5 separate regions of the Sus scrofa genome follow, and regions 2, 3, 4 and 5 are each linked to region 1. Evidence: chromatin contacts called from public HiChIP or PLAC-seq and promoter capture Hi-C data. All regions are on one chromosome and are shown on one strand. Each heading gives the region's core, a stretch centred on a gene start, on an enhancer-like site or on the middle of the called end of the contact. The rest is flanking DNA. Distances are from core to core; before and after follow the strand shown. Region 1 holds the start of TMED7 (transmembrane emp24 protein transport domain containing 7). Region 2 holds the start of PGGT1B (geranylgeranyl transferase type-1 subunit beta). Region 3 holds the start of ARL14EPL (ARL14 effector protein-like). Region 4 holds the start of COMMD10 (COMM domain containing 10). Region 5 holds the start of TRIM36 (E3 ubiquitin-protein ligase TRIM36).

What was found. Promoter capture Hi-C pulls out the DNA fragments that hold promoters and counts their contacts. HiChIP or PLAC-seq counts read pairs in DNA pulled down with a chosen protein or histone mark.
Region 2: a contact with region 1 is called in an H3K27ac HiChIP or PLAC-seq map of alveolar macrophages. The contact joins the promoter of PGGT1B here to the promoter of TMED7 in region 1. A contact is called at or near these places in 2 of 5 promoter capture datasets (fetal liver and liver), 1 of 47 Hi-C or Micro-C datasets (heart right ventricle) and 2 of 2 datasets of contacts at active chromatin or transcription factors (alveolar macrophages and skeletal muscle).
Region 3: an H3K27ac HiChIP or PLAC-seq map of alveolar macrophages shows a contact between it and region 1. The contact joins the promoter of ARL14EPL here to the promoter of TMED7 in region 1. A contact is called at or near these places in 1 of 5 promoter capture datasets (fetal liver), 5 of 47 Hi-C or Micro-C datasets (embryonic fibroblasts, fetal skeletal muscle, omental adipose tissue and 1 more) and 1 of 2 datasets of contacts at active chromatin or transcription factors (alveolar macrophages).
Region 4: a promoter capture Hi-C map of fetal liver shows a contact between it and region 1, with 3 times the contacts expected there. The contact joins the promoter of COMMD10 here to the promoter of TMED7 in region 1. A contact is called at or near these places in 2 of 5 promoter capture datasets (fetal liver and liver), 14 of 47 Hi-C or Micro-C datasets (alveolar macrophages, embryonic fibroblasts, epiblast stem cells and 9 more) and 2 of 2 datasets of contacts at active chromatin or transcription factors (alveolar macrophages and skeletal muscle).
Region 5: a promoter capture Hi-C map of fetal liver shows a contact between it and region 1, with 3 times the contacts expected there. The contact joins the promoter of TRIM36 here to the promoter of TMED7 in region 1. A contact is called at or near these places in 1 of 5 promoter capture datasets (fetal liver) and 1 of 2 datasets of contacts at active chromatin or transcription factors (alveolar macrophages).

The regions. Positions count from the first base shown.
Region 1 is chr2:119,803,047-119,805,746 of Sscrofa11.1, forward strand. TMED7 (transmembrane emp24 protein transport domain containing 7) reads right to left here and starts at 1,360. Exons shown (of 3, transcript NM_001202540.1): 1 at 810-1,360. The coding sequence starts at 1,004.
Region 2 is chr2:119,439,551-119,442,425 of Sscrofa11.1, forward strand. PGGT1B (geranylgeranyl transferase type-1 subunit beta) reads right to left here and starts at 1,284. Exons shown (of 9, transcript XM_003123848.6): 1 at 625-1,284. The coding sequence starts at 764.
Region 3 is chr2:120,193,358-120,196,258 of Sscrofa11.1, forward strand. It overlaps ARL14EPL (ARL14 effector protein-like), which reads left to right and starts at 1,566. Exons shown (of 4, transcript XM_013995047.2): 1 at 1,566-2,901. It overlaps LVRN (aminopeptidase Q), which reads left to right. Exons shown (of 19, transcript XM_013995045.2): 19 at 1-371.
Region 4 is chr2:120,237,323-120,240,022 of Sscrofa11.1, forward strand. COMMD10 (COMM domain containing 10) reads left to right here and starts at 1,301. Exons shown (of 7, transcript NM_001267840.1): 1 at 1,301-1,357. The coding sequence starts at 1,317.
Region 5 is chr2:119,351,014-119,353,713 of Sscrofa11.1, forward strand. TRIM36 (E3 ubiquitin-protein ligase TRIM36) reads right to left here and starts at 1,378. Exons shown (of 11, transcript XM_021084641.1): 1 at 1,148-1,378. The coding sequence starts at 1,210.

The DNA of each region.
Region 1 (2,700 bases), core at 110-2,609:
AATCACCTCCTAAAGGAAGCCTTCATAGAGTCCAAAGACCAGACTCTATGCTTTGAAAACACAACTCTGATGAATAAGCAGGTACTAATTAAGAAATGAAGAGTAGGAGGGTAGGGAATAAAAAAAATGACCCTATCTATTCTGATCACTTCTGTATCACCAGCACCTAATACTCAATAGCTGTTCAAATATTTTAAGGCCAACAGCAAACAACAACGAAAAAATTGTTCTAACCAATTAAAAAAATACATTCTGTTAAATCAATACTTTTATATAATCCCAAAGATGAGAAAGGGCCTGTCATTTATCACAGCGATTCCTTCTACAACACCTTTGGCAGATAGTCATCTGGTCTGAAACTGAGCTCTTCCAATGACAGAGAGCATTAACCAATAGTCCTCATATTGATGGAAAATCTGAAAAGCACTTCGAATCTGATGAAAGTGGAGGTATGGACCGCAGAATGTTAGACACTACAGAAGAGAACAGGACAGAATTTTTTTTAAAGGAGACTCTTCTAAAAAAGAAAGTTCAAAAGGTCTTGAAATGAAGAACATTAGAGAAAGGAAGCAAAAGACACGACCACACAAAGTATTTCTGGACATCCTATGCCTTACTCTCAGGTCTTAAATGTTTCTTGCACACAGTTTTGGGGACGAAAGCCAAATGCTCTGCATCAGCAACCTAGGGGTGATTCCTGAATTAGCCAAAGAACGAAGAAACTCGGACAGGAGAAAGGGGCACCTAGCAGTCACAGCCCCGACCTGGAACCGCGAACAGGGGCCCGGGGCTGTCTGTGCCCGTAATACCTGGAACTCGAGGGTGCACTTGGTGCCCTGCGTGATGTCCTCGTAGAAACACTGCTTGGCATTGTCGGGCAGCTCGAAGGTGATCTCAGACGCGCCGCCGGGCCCCGGCACCAGCAACAGCAGCAGCACGAGCAGCCTGTGGCCCCAACGGCCCGCGGCGGCCGCCCAGCGCTGCGCAGAGCCCAGTCTGGGCATCGTGAGGCGGCGGCGGCCTCAACCGAGCTGCGGGGGAGACGCGGGGTCAGGTCTGCACAGACTCACTGAGCGCGGCAGGCCTCAGCCCGGGAGGCACCGCGAAGACGCACAGCAGAGTTGCTCCGAGCCTCGGAGAGATTCGGGGTGAGAAGCGAGTCGCTGGGGCGGAGGAAGGTTGCTGAGGAACTGGGGCCTCGAGCCCAGAACGACCTGGGGAACAGAGATAAAGCCGGCAGACGAAAAGCGGAAAAGGCCCGAGATGGCTGTTAGTGCAGACTAGAACGGGGGTAAAGGGGCGGGGCCTGAGGCACCTGCTCTAGCGACCCGGATGTGCTCTCCCCCGCCGCCGGGAGACGCGGTGGAGTGCGTACGTGGAAGCTCGCGAGGCGTCAGCTCGGCCTCCCCCGCCTTCTGGGCCGAGGGGCGGGACCAGCGTGGTTAACGTGGCGGGGCGGGGCCAGGGCGGGGGGTGTGGCCGGCTGCTGCCGACGCTGGGCGGGCGGCTGGCAGTAGGAGCTACCCGCCTGCAGCTTCTTTTTCTGTGGGAGCTGAACGCTGGGGGAGCTCCGAGAGTGAAGAAGAGCTCATTCTGCCCTAAGGGGCTGATCGCCGGTGGTAGAGCGCTTTGCTTTGCGGTTCGCAGAGAGTTTTCTTACACATAATAACAAATTTGGGGGGAAGCAGTTTAGCAAGGAGCCTGAATTCTCGCTGGACTGCAGGAGTTCTAATCTCTACTCTATTTACTGTGACCTTGGACCCGTTGCTTAACCTCCCTGCTTCAGTCTTTGCATCTGTAGGATTATTACAAGGCTTCGATATTTGAAAAAAGTCCCTACAAGAGTGGTTGTCATGTGGTAAGCACTAGATAAGCTTTTGCGAGATGAAAAACATCTCTTGAGCGCTTATCATCACGCACTGTAGTAAACACAGATCCTTCAAACAACTCTATACGGTAGGTATTATTATGCCTATCTTAGTCGTGAGGAAATTCAGGATTAGAAAATTTTAATATAGTTGTCTGAGATTACACCACTGGTTTGTGCTTTAAAAATTATAGTGATATTAATAGTAGCTAACAGATGTTGATTTCTTAAATTATCCATTTTCTTCTGTATAGAACCACGAATTAGTTATTATATTTTTAAAAAATAAGTCATCATGGTGAGGCTCATGCCCTTTAAGAATGGCCAGCTGAGGGTAGGTAGATGGTTTTATGAGAAGGAAATGGAGGCACTGTAGGTAGGAGACCCGCAAGGAAGTGAGGGGGTGGTGGGAAGGCTAGCGCAGAGATGGACGTGTGTTGATGGGGGGGGCATGGAGGACTTCACTGGCCTGCTGTGTCCAGAGCTTCTACAGGGGAGGGGAGCCCCAAGGAGAAGGGATTTGGGGGAGACTGCATCTTCCTGAGAACTAGGCCAGAAAAAGAACTAGTGTGTGTCTTCGATTGGAAAGAAGACTGAATTTCAAAGTAGAATACCAGTTCTATTTTCTAACTCTTGACTTTTGCCAACTAACATTGCTCTTCAAAACCTCCTCTTCAGACATCAAATGGCAAACAAAGAATGAATGAATGAATAAGATTAAAACCCCGATGCAAAACAGTATACACTACCAGAGAGGCAAATTTTAAAAAATACAGTAATACCACATGTTGGTGAGTAAGCAGAGCAACGAGATCCCTCATACACTTCTGGTG
Region 2 (2,875 bases), core at 34-2,533, 360 kb before region 1:
CATTATTCTCATTGCCAGACTTTTACTCTGAATGACTAATTCACAGTTTCTTAGCCTACTCCAACTCACAAGGCTCTTCCAAATAAACTTTAACAGGCTGCTTATAAGCAACACCGCACCTCTTTCATCAATCCTATCATGAGATGTACAATTCCTGAAAAGTTCATATCTACGCAAACCTTAGAGGTTTGCTGCCGCTCCTATACGCTGAACACCATACAGGCACTCAATTAAGACTCAACGGCTTTATAGAGGAAAGAAAAGCACAGCGAAGATTATCTACATAAAATACGATGACAAACACTTTTTTTCCTTTTTTATCGGAAGTGAGGTCAAAGTGACTCATATAGGCTGAGAGAAGGGATAAAAAAGGAAGCTCCCAGTTGACAGGAAAAAAAAATGGAAGTGAAAAGGGCGGAAACTGGAGATTCCAAAAGCCCTCGACTCGCAGCTCCCTTCATTCCTACCGCCGTAGCTCGGGAGTGAGGGTGACCGCAGGCCGGCCGGAGAGGGGAGGCAGTGAAGGGTGGGCGGCGCCGCAGCCCCCTGCGGCCACCCACTTAGCCGTCTTCCTCCATGCTCCTGGAGCCGGGCCCCGTGCTGGTCCCGCTGACCCCCAGTTACCTGCTGGTCTCAAGCGAAGAGTAGCGCTCCGGCAAGACTTGGAGGCAGCGCTGGAAGAACCGCACGTGCCGGTCCCGCAGGAAATCCAGCCGCTCTCCGTCACCGCTCCCAGCCGGCCGCTCGTCCTCCGTGGCCGCCATGCTGCTACGGAAACGACGTCCACTGCGACCCGGAAGCAGTTGGCGCGCGGCGCGAAGGAAACCCGAAGGGCGGCCACCGCGTGGCAGGTGAGGAGGGGGCGTGCGCCTGCCCCTGTTCTTCCCGGTAATGGAGACTACACGCTGTCAACACAATGCCTCATGAGGCGCGTTCTCCCTCCGTAGCGCACAACCAGCCTTTTCTACTCTAAGCCCCAAAGGTTTGGAAACACCTTGCAGGCCTTGTAAAATGCAGCCCAAGATCCACAAATCTTTGCAGAACTTTTATCGTGGGGGGAAGTGTAAGGTCAGTAGCTTCAAGTTCACTTTGAGAAAAATCACGGCCCTAAAGAACACGAAGATGGTATATATGAAAACGGGGATGAGTCAGTATAAATTTGTCAACAGACTCATTTTCGGAAGCCACAGTTTTAAGCTGAACGGAGAGCGAAATTAAACCTACAAATCAATTAGAGATAGACAAATGCTTATTAAATAATTACCAACGCGATGAAAGTTAAGACTTCCTAGTATCATTTTCTTTTACGAGTCTTAAAAATTTTACTCTTTGAGTCAGGATCATCCAGGATCAATGCAGCATAAATTTGCAATAGCAAATATGCTCAACGTGTTCTCCAACTACGCATATGCTAAAAAATGAAAAGAAACATGTGCTTCTAGCTATTTTTTTCAAAAAGAGGGATTTAAGTTGCTTCAGCCATATACTATTGCCTTTAAAAGTTCACAAGGCAGTCTTGGGGTGGGGGGTGAATCTGCCCTAAGGATCAGGCCTGAATTGGCTTTTTGTAATCAAGTAATAGTTTAGGTATAATTTAAATGCTAGCTTTCTTAGAAAATGTTTCTCTTAAAAAACTACCACGTGGACTGGAGTTATCCTATTTCACCAATCCAAAGCATCTTGTATAAAGCATCTAGTATAACAGGTACTAGTAACTATTCACAGGTATTCCTGCATGTAACAAATATTGCATTAACAAACTGCCAAGTAAGGGCAAAGGGCTGTCCTTGGTGCTTCCCTCCAAATATGGGGGCAGTCTTTGCCTTGTAGGTATGCCCAGTCTAGAGGAGTTTTCACTGCATGATTACAATGAAGATCTGGCTTTCACTTAAAACTTATCCATCACTAAGTGTTTGAAAATGTTCAAGGTGAAGTCACATTACACACGCTGAACTTACTAGAATCCACTATGCTCACTCTATATAAGCTCAGAAAGACAATCCTATTAACCTAGCCCTTTAAGGGAAGCCAAATAGTTCACCTCATTCTCAGCAATCTGATCCAAATCTTGTGGAAATACTTCTGTGGTGAACTCATTGAGACATGATATACTGTCTAGGTAATTAACCATCCACCTTTTCCTGGGTGATTTTGATTAAATGGGATTTTTGACATCATGTGACAGAACCTAACCCCCACATAAAATGTCACTGTACATTATTGGCCAAGAAGTACAAGGCTTCAAAGTATAGGAATGATAGAGTATCTATAAAATTGAATATTATTTAGCCATTAAGTGATAATGTTTGAATTATATAGAAAGAAAAAAATATATGTGATGTAATGTTAAGCAATTATAGTATCTAAAATGTACTCTGAGACTAGCTGTTTAAAAACAGGTAGGTATGTTTTTTGAAAAAGTTACCTTAGGGTAGTGGAATTATGGGTGCTTTATAACATTTTTCCTTTAGTGTTTTTTCTAAATTTCTTATTAATACACTTCTTAATCCAGTATAAGAAATGTTTATTTACATACCTTCTGTGAGCTGGCAACTGAAGACATTATTGTGTTTATTCTGTATCGTCTATATAAAAGACTCATAAATTCCTCATTTATTTTAGATTCAGTTAGAAGGACTACCTTCTTCAAAATACTTTCATACTTTATTTAAAAAAATAAAAAAATAAAAAGCCTTAAGAATCACATCACCCCCCCCCCAAGGCTTTCCGTAAAGCTGTATTTGTGTATAACAAAAAACATGTTAGAAAGCAATGCCTGAGAAACCTTTCCTTTTCTGTATCTTGTTGCTGTTGAATTCTATTTATTTTTATTTTTCATCTTTTTGAACATGCCCATGGCATATGGAAATTCCTG
Region 3 (2,901 bases), core at 316-2,815, 390 kb after region 1:
CTAAAAGATTAACCAGACAATAATCTTTCCAGCTTTACACTCAGGGGATTCTGTTTGAAATGTGGCTTCATTTGACCAAATTGAATCTGTGTGTCGTTTGGTCAACTTTAAACATTTTCATCAGTCAGAATATATGGAAGCAGCTTAGTTTTGTCACACCTGATGTAATCAGGACTGCTAAGGCAAATCATCTTACTCTAGACTTTGTGTGTATACCATTTAATTCTTGTTTTAATTTTGATTTTGTTTTTTAATTTTGAATTTGAATAGAATGGGGTAAAAGTACAGATCTCCTATCTACCTCAAAGTGATGTTATAAAGATTAAAGAATATGTCAATTAAAAGCCTTTAAATATGCTATATAGACTGAAGATAGTGTGATCTAAGGTGTTTTTTTTTTTTCCAATTTCTTGTGTAAGTTAATGCAGCCTCAAATTGAAATGCAAGACAAAGGTTCACTTTCTTATTCACTTCACAAGAAGATACTCCCGGAGTGGGAACAGGAGGCTATAGGACTTGGCCATGAGGACAAACCGAAGTACACTCTGCACAGACTTGACCATACATCATAGGTCAGAGAGTTTTTTCTTTAAATTTAGCAACTTAAAAGTTAAGCCATAAAATTGTTACACGTGTAACATCTTCCTAAATTTTCTTAAATATCAGCTTCATATTTCCTCTATTTTCTCCAATCTTATCTTTCAATAATCCTGTCATGTATCATCTCACTGCTTTCTCCTCCTCTTTTTCTCTCTTCCAACTATGAGTTTTGTGTCTTTGTTTTTGAAGTATAGTTGACCTACATACAATATGATGTGAGTTCCTGGTACACGGTATAGTGATTCATGATTTATATACATTTCAAAATGATAAGCATGATAGGTCGAGTTGTAATTTGTCACCATACAAAGCTATTCAGAACTATTGACTGTATTCCCCATACTGTACATTTCATACTTGTGGCCTTTATTTTGTAGCTGGAAGTTTGCACTTCTTAATCTCCCTCACCCACTATTCTCTTCCCCATAACCCCCTTCCCTCTGGCAACCACTTGTTTATTCTCTGTATCTATGACTGTGTTTCTATTTTGTTATGTTTGTTCATTTGTCTTATTTTTTGGATTCCACATATAAGTGAACTCATACATTATTTGTCTTTCTGTGACTGATTTCACTTAGCATAATACCCTCTAGGTCCATCTATCTTGTTGCAAAATGCAAAATTTAATTTTTTGTGGCTAGTATTCATTGTATTTGTATACACCACATATTTTTTATCTAATCATCCAATAATGGGCACTTAGGTGGCTTCCATATCTTGGCCATTGTAAATAATGCTGCAATAAACATAGGGATGCATATGTCTTTTCTAATTAGTGTTTTTATTTTCTTTGGATAAATACTCAAGAGTGGAATTACTCAACCATATGGTAGTTCTATTTTTAATTTTTTGAGTACTCTCCATCAAATTAAATATATTATGACACTTCCTTCTGGTCTGCAGAGTAACTGCTGAAAAGTCAGCTGATAGCCTTATGGGAGTTCCCTTGCTTGTAATGTGTTGCTTTTCTCTTGCTGCTTTTAATATTCTTTCTTTTTCTTTTCTTTTCTCTTTTTCTTTTTTTGGCTGTGTGCACAGTATGAGGAAGTTACTGGGCCACAACAGTGACAAGGCCAGATCCTTAACCCACTGTATCACCGGGGAACGCCTGCTATTATTTCTTTAGCTTTAATTTTTGTCTTTTTAATTACGGTGTGTCTTGGTGTGGTCCTCTTTGGGTTGACCTATTTGGAACCCCTTGTGCTTCCTGGACCTGTATATCTGTTTCCTTCTTTTAGCTGTTATATTTTCACATGTGTCCACTTCTCCTTTCTCTCTCTCTCTCCTTCTGGGACCCCTATAATGTGAATGTTGGTATGCTTGATGTTGTCCCAAAGATCTCTTAAACTGTCCTCATTTTTTAAAATGATTTTTTCTTTTGTTCTCTTCAGCTTGAGTGACTTCCACTACTCTGTGTTTGCTGAACCATTCCTTTGTACATCTAATCTATTGTTGATTCTTCCTAGTATTTTTTTTATTTCAGTTATTGTATTCCTCAGCTGTTTGCTTCTTCTCTACATTTTCTAACTCTTTGTTAAACTCCTCATTGTGTTCATCCATTCTTCTCCTGAGTGTTTGAGTATCATTATGATTATTACTTTCAACTCTTTGTCAGTTACATTGTGTATCTCCACTTCTTTTAGTTCTTCCTCTGGGGTTTTATCTTTTTCCTTCATTTGGAACATATTCCAAATACGAAGGCTCAGAAAACAGCCTAATTCAATGTTTTTATTTTTATGTATTTGGAATGTTGGTTATGTTTCCTGATCTTGAAGAAGTGGCTTTATGCAGTATATATCCTATGGGCCCCAGAAGCTCATTCACCTCTGGTCACCAGGGCTATATGCTCTAGATGCTCTCTATGTGGGCTGCCTGATCCTTCTGTTGTGGCAGGCTGACTACCCAGGCTGCAGTGGTAAGCATGGCTGGCCCCCAGTCTGGTTGGTTGTCAGGCCCTGCCTTGTATGGGGGTTTCTGGCCCTGGTGGGTTGGGGCTGGGTCTTGACATGGCTGGCTACATGGCCAGGGGAGTCCCAGTGTTGGTGACTGCTCACTGGTGGGCAAGGCTGGGCCATAAGGCTGCTAGCTTCCAAGCCCAGGGGGATCCTAGAGCTAGTACTGACCCACTGGTGGGTGGGTCCAGATCTCAGGGTGGCTGGCTGCTAAGTCAGTGTTCCTGGAGCCTGTTCAGCCTGCTGGTGGGTGGGGCTGTGGTTGCAGGGTCTGGGGTGTCCCAGAACTGGTGTCATTATGCTGTCAGGCAAGTCTGGGGCCCAAAATATCATGGAACGGTGCTAGCCT
Region 4 (2,700 bases), core at 51-2,550, 430 kb after region 1:
TCCAAGGATCATTGCAATAGTTTCCTATCTGATTTTCCTGCTTACCTCTTTCCCATCCAGTAATCATTCCGTGACAGTAATCGTCAATAAACAAACAGCTCTCATCACAAAAATTCTTTGCTTTAGAGTTCCCACTGTGGCACATCAGGTTGAGAACCTGACTAGTATCCATGAGAATGCAGGTTTGATCCCTGGCCTCACTCAGTGGGTTAAGGATCTGGTGTCACAGTAGGTTACAGAAGCAGCTTGGATCCAGCGTTGTTGTGGCTGTGGTGTGGGCCAGCAGCTGCAGCCATTTGACCCCTAGCCTGGGAACTTCCATATGCAGCAAGTGTGGCTCTAAAAAGAAAAAAAAAATTTCTTTGCTCGAAAATACGTAATGGCTCCCCATTTCTCACTAGATTAAGTGTACATAACACAGACTTGTACCCATTCAAGGCTTCTTCATGTCACCTACCAGAGAGAGCTTTCCTGATCTACCTCGGAAGCCCTATCACTGTTCCCAGGTCTGAGTCCCCTAAATGCACTACAACTTTTCCTCTATCAGAGACCCTGGTATTCGTGAACCTATGTTGTCTCTCTCCTCTCCTGTGAGATGCTTAATTATAGTCTCTGCATCAAATCTTCTCCTGTGCTATGCGGTAGCTAGCTGAATAGCAGACCCCAAAAAGGGGTGCAACGCATACTTGTCCATTTGAATCGCTAGCAAACCTGGAGGGCAGGAATTTTGGTCTTTTGCATCCCAAAGGTCCAGCACAGTACTGGGCACACAGTAGGCGCTCAGAGAACACTACCGAACCAATAACGGTACAGAGCGCAAGGGGGCACTGCAGAACTCCAGAGATGAAGATACAGGAAGGGCTGGTGGCACAGAGTCCAGGCTGGAACTGGCCATCCCCCAGAGCGTTGCTCCTCCGGACGACACGCAGCGCAGGCCGGGCAATGCGGGCAGTGCTTAAACATTTTCTTGAAAAAAAAAAAAAAAAAGCGGAAACCGAAAACAAAATTATGTGTATCCGTTGATACACACTACCTACATAATACAAAAAAAAAAATTCAATATCCAGGTATGTGTACACATATATAACAGGTAACTGTGCGTCTATAAATAAATTAATATGTGCACAGACTTAACTCTGAATGGAGAGAGTGGCGGGGAAGACGACGGGGACGCCCCTTAACCCCACTGGGACCGCCGGACTAGAGCGGCGCGGCCGCTGCGCGGCTTGGGCCTTCCTGCTTGCCGTCCGCCGCCTCCGCCATTGGTTGGGCTCTGGCAGCTGACCCGGCGGCGACGGGGCGAGGGAGCTTCAAGGATGGCGGCGTCTGCGGCGCTGATCCTGCGAGAGAGTCCCAGGTAGTCCCAGGGCGGGTGGGCACCGGTGGCAGCCGCCCCGGGTGGCGCGGGTTGGGCGGGCGCCAGGATGTCACCTGCGTCTGTCGCCGGGGCGCGGGGGCGGGGCCCGCGTGGAGGGGCGGGGCGGGGCTGCCGAAATCCCAGCTCGGGCCCCGCAGGAGTGCATGGGACTGTGGGCGTCTCCACCTGCACGGTGGGTCCTTGCGTGGGTTTCCAGTGCACCTGGCAGTTGAGGTCAGGACGGCAGTGTGTGGCCCTTGTCACTCTTCCCAGAGGCTGGTATCACCAACACCCAGGCCATCCTTGGAGTAATACTGAAATCCCGTGGAAAGGGATTCCATTTCCTCCTTCACTTCTCTTTCAGACCTTATGATGATGAGAAAGATTCCCATTGGTTCTGGATGCTCTATAATACCTAACACGTGTTAATATCCCTTTTCAATCAAGATAGAGTAGGCCTCAGGCCGGGACTTTTTGGGTGGTGACAGTATCTAGGCAGAATTTGATAATGTTTATGCTTTTGCTTTTATTTCTTTTTTTGTTAATTGCTTTATTTAGTTCTTTTCTACTCATGATTAGTAAGGTCGGCTGTCTGTGGTGGTGATACAAATTAAAATAAAATTTTTTTTAAGTAAAAATAACTTCATTTAATGAAAAATAATAGTGCAGGTGGTGTGCGGCTGCAGAAAAGTGCGGAAATATGTAGGCAAATAATTGAAATTGGGAAGTAACTACTTTGTGCCTAGATTGAACAGGAATCTTTTCCAAGAAGAGAGTTGTCATCTTAAAGTTTTTCCTTCTTTGATTCCTTGAGTTCAGACAGCCAGTTGCTCTCCTCACACTAATGTCTTGGGTAACACACTGCGTCAGTAAACTGTATCCAGTATGTTGCAGTATAATTGTTCTTAGCACATGATTTAAAGTTGATTATTACAGTTGAAGCAGGGTTTTAAAACTGTGTACTTAGTGACCCCACCTGATATTGTATGTGGTATTTATTTTTTATTCCATTATCTGCCACACACCAGTCTTCTTTCTATTTTTGGTGTAATTGCCATTTCCCTTTTCCCACTCTTAGCAGAGTTCCATTTTGAGTAAGTAGGTATTAAAGTACAATTCCCCACAGAGTGCAAGCTTCCCTTAGTAGTTTGCCTTTTGCTCAGAAGAAGGGGAAGATTTGCCAAATGCAGCTTTTGAACAGAAGTACTTTGGGGCAGGGGCATCTTTTGGAAATGTCCTGCCTTTTTTGCTGGCCAGTATCTGTGGGGCTTTTTGTAATTTTTTATTAAAATTTTTTTTAAGTTTCAGATTTACCTTTTGGCAGAATTGTTGAAATGAAAACT
Region 5 (2,700 bases), core at 128-2,627, 450 kb before region 1:
GTGTTTGCAGAGCACGAGAGAGAATTCACCCGGGGTGCTGGGCGTTAACCCGCTCCCCAGCCTCAAGGGAAACAGCAGGACTGTCTGGCCTTAAGCATCTGCAGAGTTGAGGTTAGTTAGTGAGGTATGAGAATGACGTTTCAGGTGTTCACATCAGGGCTGCAGATAATCCTTCTTTCTGATGACCTTGCCCAGGGAGGCCTTTTCTCCTCTGTGCCATTATTATCTTTTCTTGAAACTCCAGGTGTAGAGGACAAATGCAGCCGCTTTCAGCTTTAGGCGAACCCTGGTAGACAGCGCACCCCGCAGACTTTGCAGACTTTGCATTTCCCGACACTTCCCGCCTGCAAATCACTTAAGGAGCCTCTCCAGGCACTTTCTCGGTTGCAGCGGGTAGGGCTGCCTCCTGCAAGGCTTTCAGTCTTGGCTCGGCGCCACCCAGCCCGGCGGAGGGCGTGGTCACTAGGAGCTGCCCACTGCGCCAGCCTGGGTTTCGAAAGGACTCCCGGACAGGTGCCCTGCTGAAATCCGGCGCCTTAGCATCTCCCTCTGCACACCAAAGGAAGGATGCTTTAAATGTTCCTAGCCTGGGACAACGGCCAAGGACCTGGAAGGAGGGCTAAAAAAGCTAAGGCCAGGCGAACTGGGCTTCTGCCCCTGTTTATCTGCCACACGGTCGGAGTGCGCGCTGAACCCAATCCCATTCTTCTCACCTATTCACCATCTAGTCCGACCCTCCCTCCGTGTTCTGTGCCTGGACAGGCGATGTCACCACGCTTGGGAGCTCTGGGTGCGTCGCGGAGCCCTCCTCGGCCAAAGCCTGACCCTTCTCCTCATCCTCGCAGACTGATCTCCCGCCCCTTGCGGTCCCAGAAGCCCCCGCCTTCACCCAGCTGGCCAAGACCCTTTTGGCTCATTTCAGAGACGCCGCTCAATTCCAGGGGAAAAAAAAAAAAAAAAAAAAAAAAAAGCGGCTACTTTGCATTCTGCAGCTGCTGGGACACACAGACTGAGAGCGCGGCCCTGGGATTCCAGCCCCGCCCTCCCCGGCGGCGGCAAGGACCCGGGACGCCCACAGCCTCGGACCAGGTAGTGCCCGGGGTGGGGTCCCAGGCCTGGGCTCCACTCCACGCGTCCCAGCACTTACCTTGCCTCTGGCTAGCAATTCCATGATGTAGCCAAATTCACTTATCTCCCCCGACTCGGACATGGTTACGACCCTTCACAAACTCTGGAGGACCGAGGCGGGTGCATCGAATTTGTTTTTTCTGTCTTTCTCTGTTTTTAGTCGGAGTTTTGCCGAGCGCCCGCTAGTATGCTGTTAACGAGGAAAAATAACGCAGAAGAAAAAGGCAAAAAGCGAGGTTCGGTGGGATGAAGGCCATAGAGGGCTCCGGGAAAGCCACGTCCAGCGTTCTTAGTCTGGATTGAGCTGTCGGGACAGGACGATGTAACGGAACAAACGAGGGCGGCGACCGCGGTGGCGGCGGTGAAATCCTCACCAGGCGGAGCCCGGCGCGGAGGCTCCGCCTCCTCGGGGGTCTCTGCCCGCGCCTCCTGCCGGGGGTCTGGCGGCTGCAGAGACAAACACCCACACAAAAGCCGGTCTGGGCTCCCGGCCTCTCGCCGACCCAGCCCAGTCATCCACTGGATGGTTAAAGCTGTCCTTTATCCGATGCCAGGACGGACGGTAGCTGTCCGGAGCTCTGGGCGGCGCGAGGACCAGGAAAAATCCCCACCCCACTGTCTGGAGGTGCGAGGGCAGAGAGAATGAATGCAGAGCAGGGACAACAAAGGATCTGGCTGACAGCGCCGGAAAAAAATAAATAAATAAGTGAGAACCCAGGAAACGGCAACGACGCATCTCAAGTCAGCCTTCCTGAAATCCAATAGGTAACAAAGACCAAGCCAGTGCTTCTGAGATGAGAACAAACACCAGGATTGTGTTTTAAACACTCTAAGTGTGTAAGGTCGATTGTATCTCTATATCCTCTTGATACTCAACTTTCCTTTAATTAAAAACAAAAACAAAAACCCATTCCTGCCAGCAAGATACCTGGAAAAACATTCTCTTAGTTACAAATAACTCACTTTTCCTATTATTCATTTCACTGATTGAGTTAGACATTCAGTGAATGTTTCTTATTTTATACTTCTTTTTAAAATAGCAGATCGCCTAGGAGGCTGCAGCTGAATTGGCCTCTCAGTCTTCCCCCTGCTTCCTTCACACCTGACAATCTTTGCTTCTCTTGAGAAGTTGACTGAACAGAGTCAGGCCTACTTTATTCTTCCACGACAAGCAGTCCTTTATTTTTCTTGAAAAGGAGCTGAGTGATGAAGGCATGAATTTTTCTTTAAAGCATGATAATATGTGAAAATAGAACATGTACATGTATGTGTAACTGGGTCACCATGCTGTACAGTAGAAAAAAAATTGTATTGGGGAAATAACTACTAAAAAATAATAATAGCAATAATAAAATAGGGAATTCCCATCACGGTGCAGTGGTTAATAAATCCTACTAGGATACCATGAGGTTGGAGTTTCGATCCCTGGCCTTGCTCAGTGGGTTAAAGATCTTGTGTTGCCCTGAGCTGTGGTGTAGGTCAAAGATGCAGCTGGGATTCCACGTTGCTCTGACTGTGGCATAGGCCCGTGGCTACAGCTCCGATTAGACCCCTAGCCTGGGAACTTCCACA